2 separate regions of the Mus musculus genome follow, and region 2 is linked to region 1. Evidence: chromatin contacts called from public Hi-C data. All regions are on one chromosome and are shown on one strand. Each heading gives the region's core, a stretch centred on a gene start, on an enhancer-like site or on the middle of the called end of the contact. The rest is flanking DNA. Distances are from core to core; before and after follow the strand shown. Region 1 has its middle 78 kb from the start of Col5a2. Region 2 overlaps Gm51621 (a long non-coding RNA gene).

Evidence for each region. A called contact is a pair of places that touch in the nucleus more often than the background predicts.
Region 2: a contact with region 1 is called in a Hi-C map of embryonic fibroblasts, with 7 times the contacts expected there. The contact joins two enhancer-like sites. A contact is called at or near these places in 3 of 484 Hi-C or Micro-C datasets (the G1E-ER4 cell line, embryonic fibroblasts and nephron progenitors).

Annotation. Positions count from the first base shown.
Region 1 is chr1:45,579,437-45,582,136 of GRCm38.p6, reverse strand. No RefSeq gene overlaps it. Among named protein-coding and RNA genes, the nearest start is that of Col5a2, 78 kb to the right of the region's middle. Within about 2 kb of position 1,411, at least 25 of the 459 cell types and tissues checked have an H3K27ac peak or open chromatin away from gene starts, as enhancers often do. A contact at or near this core is called in embryonic fibroblasts, where this site is marked.
Region 2 is chr1:45,760,159-45,763,111 of GRCm38.p6, reverse strand. All of the region lies in intron 1 of Gm51621 (a long non-coding RNA gene), which reads left to right. Among named protein-coding and RNA genes, the nearest start is that of Gm51621, 3.5 kb to the left of the region's middle. Within about 2 kb of position 1,496, at least 61 of the 459 cell types and tissues checked have an H3K27ac peak or open chromatin away from gene starts, as enhancers often do. A contact at or near this core is called in embryonic fibroblasts, where this site is marked.

The DNA.
Region 1 (2,700 bases), core at 162-2,661:
AGCTGGAGAATAGAGTAGTGTAGTGGCTTATCTGTCCAATCTAGATATGTAGCTTATAAATATTATAATTGAGTTATTTTCCTGGGCTTATTGGGGTTGGAGATTTACTGCAACAGTCTGCCATCTTCAATTGGGCAGATCAAGTTTTTCTATGCACTGTGTCATCTTATCTAAGGGTGGCCACATGGCTGGCTGTAGCTTCAGCAACATATTGGTTAAGGGCAGTCTCACAACCATCTGTCATCTTTGTAACAGGCACTTCCCACCTTCTTGCCTCCTCACCTTAAAACAGCCTGACTTAAGGTCTCCAAAGATATTTCAATGAAGATGAAGTTGTCCTATGTTTCTATCCTGCCTTGGTAAATAATAATTTTAACACTAATTTAAAGATTTAAAATAGTAAAATGTTAAAGACTACTGAGTTAAAGATGTTCAGCCTTGTTTTTTTTTTCTACTGCTATTAAGTTACAATGTACTCTCTTTATTTGCTAGATGCATTTTAAAACAAATAATTAAACAAACACTGATTGTCTAACTCAGATATGCTTAATAGATATTGGCTCTCAATCTTGTCAAAATATGCTAATTATAATGTTAAATGTCTAAGCTTATTACGACAGGCTCCCAAAGCTCATAATTACCTGATTCATGCTTCACTATTGCCTCTTCTTAGTTTCTCCTTTTTAAAATTAAACTAAAATGAAGGAATGTTGACATTTCTTCCAACCTCTGCCCAAGAGTTACCTGGCTATTGCCAGGTAGGCCTGGCTTGATATAAAAGGTGATGTTTGGCCCCTCCTCATTCTCTTACTCTCTCTGTACCTTCTCTCCCTGATCCCTTTCTCCCTCTCTCTCCCTCCCCCTTCTCTTTCCATGTGTCCCTCACTGGCCTCTCCTCCTCATCATTCTCCTTCTCTTCTTCTTCTTCTCCCCCCCTCCCGTTTCTCATTTCTCTCTCCATTTCTCTGTCTCTACTCTCTTCTTAACTCCCCTTCCTATGCCCTAAATAAACTCTATTCTATATTCTACCTGTTGTATGGTTGGCACCTCTGGGTGAAGGGATGCCACATCATGAGCCTGCTGAGGCACCCCTCCCACATTACCATACCTGGCTCTACAAACATATCCTGGCTCTAATTATAAAACACAACAGCTTGTGAATATTTGAGTACCTTGCTAGAGAAAGAGCCTTAGACTTTTGAATGGCAATTTGTCCTTTAGCTAATTTCCTTTTCATTTGGTTCTGGAATTTCCTAAAAGTGGATTCATTCTGATAGGTTTTCTCTACCAAAAAAAATAAGCCAATTCAGTCAAATTATGAGTAAAAAGGCAGGAATGAGTTCACCAATCTCAAGAATGAGACTGGAATGAGTCGCAGGCTGACTATGGCTTGAAAGTTTTTTATAGGCTGTCTGCTTGTGGTGAGGGGTGAGCTTGAGTAGCTGTGACTTCAGGTGAGAGGATTGGGATATCTGTCAGGAATGTCAGGAATGTGAGATTGAATTTTTTTTTTCTTCTGCTTTTTCTGTTGGGAGGCTTTCAGATTGGGTGGGATTGGAGACAGAGGGAGGAATGGAATTTGCTGGACCATGTGGGGGAGGGGTGCAAGCCAAGGATTCTAACTGAACACATTTGGCACTAAAAGTTTTGTAACTTGTCTCTGTGTGTAATGTTGTTCATCTCTGTGATCTTCACTTTCATACTTCCTGCAGCATCTCTAATGCTGCCATCTTGGCACTTTCACCAAGAAATGGGGACAAGCTCAGGGCCCTTGTTTACTCTAAAGATAACCAGACTTCCTTTTCTTAGAATTCTGCAGTCTAATTAAGATCTATGATGGTTTAAGATGGTTTCAGACATATGGCCATCTCTCTTATCTGATGGAAACACATTCTCCTATTACTTTGCTGATGTGCATGTGTGTATGCCTGTGTATAATTGTGAGTGTTTATGTATGTGTGTGAATGTGCCTATTTGTGTCTGAGTGCATGCATGTGTGTGTTTGTTTGAAATTCAACTGGGTAGTTACTACTCTTTAGAAGACTTGATTTAATGAAATTCATTCAATTTTGAAGTTATCAATTATGAGCAGATGTAATTGGGTTATATCAGGTTTGCCTAGAGTCTTTTTAAATGCTAGTTTTTATTTCTTATTGAAAAGGTATTATATAATTCATCAGTATGGTGTGCAGATATGTAGCAAGATCTCTCCATTGCTGAATGAATGCCTCATGTGCATTTTGAAATATCAAGAGAAGAGGAAAAACCTGACATAATTACATTCATGACAGAGAAGCTAAAAAGACTGAATTTTATTGGAATATTACAATTTTTTCCAACATAAAAGAAAAATATGGACCCCTGCCATCTTCCTTCTGAATCCCCCCCCCCGCCCCCGCACACAAACACATGCCATAAAACACATGCCATCTTTCTTCTAAACCCAGCAGAGACCACTAAGGGCTCCAGAATACTCTCCACACCGCAGGACCTCGGGATCACCTCGGGATCATGGGTGAGTGGAATGCAACATCAGCTCCAAAGAATCATGGAGGGTCTTGTGCCAGCAGGAAAAGGGACAGAGGAAGCCCACCTGACCAGAGGCTGGGATTCATTCAGATCAAGACCAGAATGAATTCATCTTCTTCGTGAACCCGGCCAAGGGCGTCTAGGGCCCCAGAGGACTCTCTCCGCTGCAGG
Region 2 (2,953 bases), core at 247-2,746, 180 kb before region 1:
GGGTATTTTAAAGTTTATGTTTTACTTTTTTCAAAAATGATTTTACATCTTAGCAGTAAAGGATAAGTTTGAAGCAATTAAGGGCTAGGGAAATCTGTTTTTTTTTTTTTTTGTTTGTTTGTTTGTTTGTTTGTTTTTTTGGTAATTATTAGTTTGCTATTCTCTCTCCCAATACGAAGTAGAAAACTAACTCTCATGTTAATGATTTCTCAGAGCTAGTATGAATTAATGAACTCACTCCGTAGACCAGGCTGGCCTCGGACTCAGAAATCTACCTGCCTCTGTCTCCCAAGTGCTGGGATTAAAGGCGTGTACTACCACTTCCCGGCTTGATTCTTTAGTTTTAATTGGGCAGTTAGACATGTATTTCCTGTGGACTAGGGTACATAGCCTAGTAGTAAAGGTAGGGCAATAAAAATCAGAGTGTAAGGTAATTTCTATAAGTCCATGACATCAGAATCTATCTGGTGCCATTTTGCTAGCAAAATTTTGTCTTGAAACAAACACAACAACTATCACAACAAAACCAAAAATACAAAGGAAGTATATCTCTGGGTAAGAATAGACACCGGGAAGTAAAAGGTTCTACATAAGACTTCACTTTTCGAAGAAAGTGAAGACCAATGCAGGTTCTCAGATCAATGACCGCATCAGGAAAACGACCTTTGCAGAACATTTGGTTGGAGCTCTCTCAGTTATTCTACTCGGCTTTATTATTTCCAGGTTAAGTTTCTTCAACAAAATTTGAAAGGATCAGTTAAATAAAGAATCCAATTTGTTATTTCAAAACACTGCTGCCTCACCAATATGCCTGGCTATCTCAGGACAGTGTGAGTGGATAGTGTTACAGTTTACACAAAATGCCCTGGCCACATGTGCATCTGTGACCTTGTTCTACAGGAAGTCAGTGACATGGGCACGGTGAATCTATCCTTCACGGCTTCTATTCAACATCCAGAAAAGTAATGCAAAGCAAAGGTGATGATGAAGGTATATAGGAGTCCTAGAAGTCATGTCACTTCACCTTAGGCATTACTATTAAAGGCAACCATAGTCACTAGGGTTATTCTCTTTATGTTTCATACCATATAAAGAGCAGTTGCAGATTTTTCAAGTCTGATTTGAATGTAGTATGTCAATTCTTTTTTTCATATTAATACTATCTATGCATTTACTTTTCTCAATATCACACTCTCTGAGAGGAAAAGAAAAAAAAGTGGCCATGGTCAGGCACAATAGTGCATGTGTGTGTGTGTATGTATATGTATGTGTGTATGTATGCATGTGTGTATGTGTGTGTGTGTGTACTTGGCAGGTATATATTTGGCAGTGTGTTCAAAGTAATGGCTATGTTTGAAGTAACTTGCCTAAGAAAACTTCAGCTTAAGCCAGAGCCCCTGTAACTCATTTTTACTTGGGTTAATATTCACTTGCCTTTGTTCTTGCTGGGGCAGGAAGATTAGGGGCTTTCTGACAGGCAGTGTGGGACTTGTTAGATAACTGCCTAAACAACCCAGTGCAGTCCCTGCGCCACCCCAGATTAGAGTGGATTCTATCTTGATCTGTAAACTAAACATTTGCATTTGGAACAGGGGGAGCTCAAGTCTGGCTTGTCTAATCTTGGTTTGAGCACCCTTAAGTAACTTGCTTGATTTTCACCACCAAGCACATTGCTTGCTGGGTAAAAGATCTTTCATTTGCCATAACAAGATCTGGAGCTTAAGTTGCAATTGCTGGGAAGGCAGCTTTAATGTTTTCCTTTCCCATGAAAATGAAAACCAGAGAAAACTGTTTCCTGATTACACATCAACATTACAAATGTCTTATGGCAAAGAAAGATGAGCCTGGTTTGTGCAGAGCAACAGTGTGGGTGAACGATGAGGCCTCTGCAGTATGCCTGAGACTTTATTTTTTGCTTTAGAAGGAAATTCTCTTTCCACTAGAATTATGTCTCTGGGTGGGTGATTCATAAACAGAGGACCTGGGAAAGGATTCTGTCTCTTGAACCTATTTACAGTTTTAATCATAGCCAGCTGCTCAGTTGCTGGAGGAGTTTAGATTTTGCAAAGGCATTAGGAGTTTTATCTTTTGTGCTTAAAACTTTAGATCGAGGTCACGTTAAGATGTTGGTCAGTAAATAACTTAAAACCTTTCTTAAGAATGTGGACATTCCTTTTCAATGCACAGGGAGGCAGTTTTAAGGTATTCTAAACTCAGCGTGGTAGAGTTTAAAACCCTTTTCTTTGATGCAAAACAGCTGCAGCCCTGTTTTGAGTGGCAGAAACATTGCCTCTGCCTCTCTGTCTTCTTACACTTTCCAGGCTCAAGGCAAAGGATTAAGAAATTTAACATTTTTCTTCTTGTCAGGCACATTCACAGCCATTGCCTTTACAGCTAAATGGTACTTTTAAAGAAAAGGAATTTCAATTTATACTTAAGCCCAATAGCCTAAAGACAGTAGGAAAACATTAACCTCTTAAGAATGTTGCAGAGGTTGAAAATATTTTCATAGTGTAGGCATTATCAAACCTCCAAACATTTTCTGCTGAATGTGACCTTAACCAACACACTGGCCTATACATGTCCAGTCTTATTTATCCTTAGAATTTACTACTAGTACTAATATTTATTTTATGTGTATGGTTGTTTTCCCTGTATGTATGCATGTGCAGTATGTGTGTGCCCCATGCCCTTAGAGTTCCCAAGAGGGCACCAGATCCCCTGAGACTGGAATTGTGCTGATTGTAAGCCACCATATTGGTGGTGAGAACAGAACCCAAGAACTATAGATAACCACTCTAACTACTATTAACCACTCTAACTCCAAATAACTCTGCTCAGTAGTTATTTGAGCTGAGACAGGAGGCCAATTCCATTTCTCACTTAGCTTACAGAAAAAAGACTTTAGAGTTCAATTTCTCTCAATGCTTTATTGATGATTGGTCTATATGAT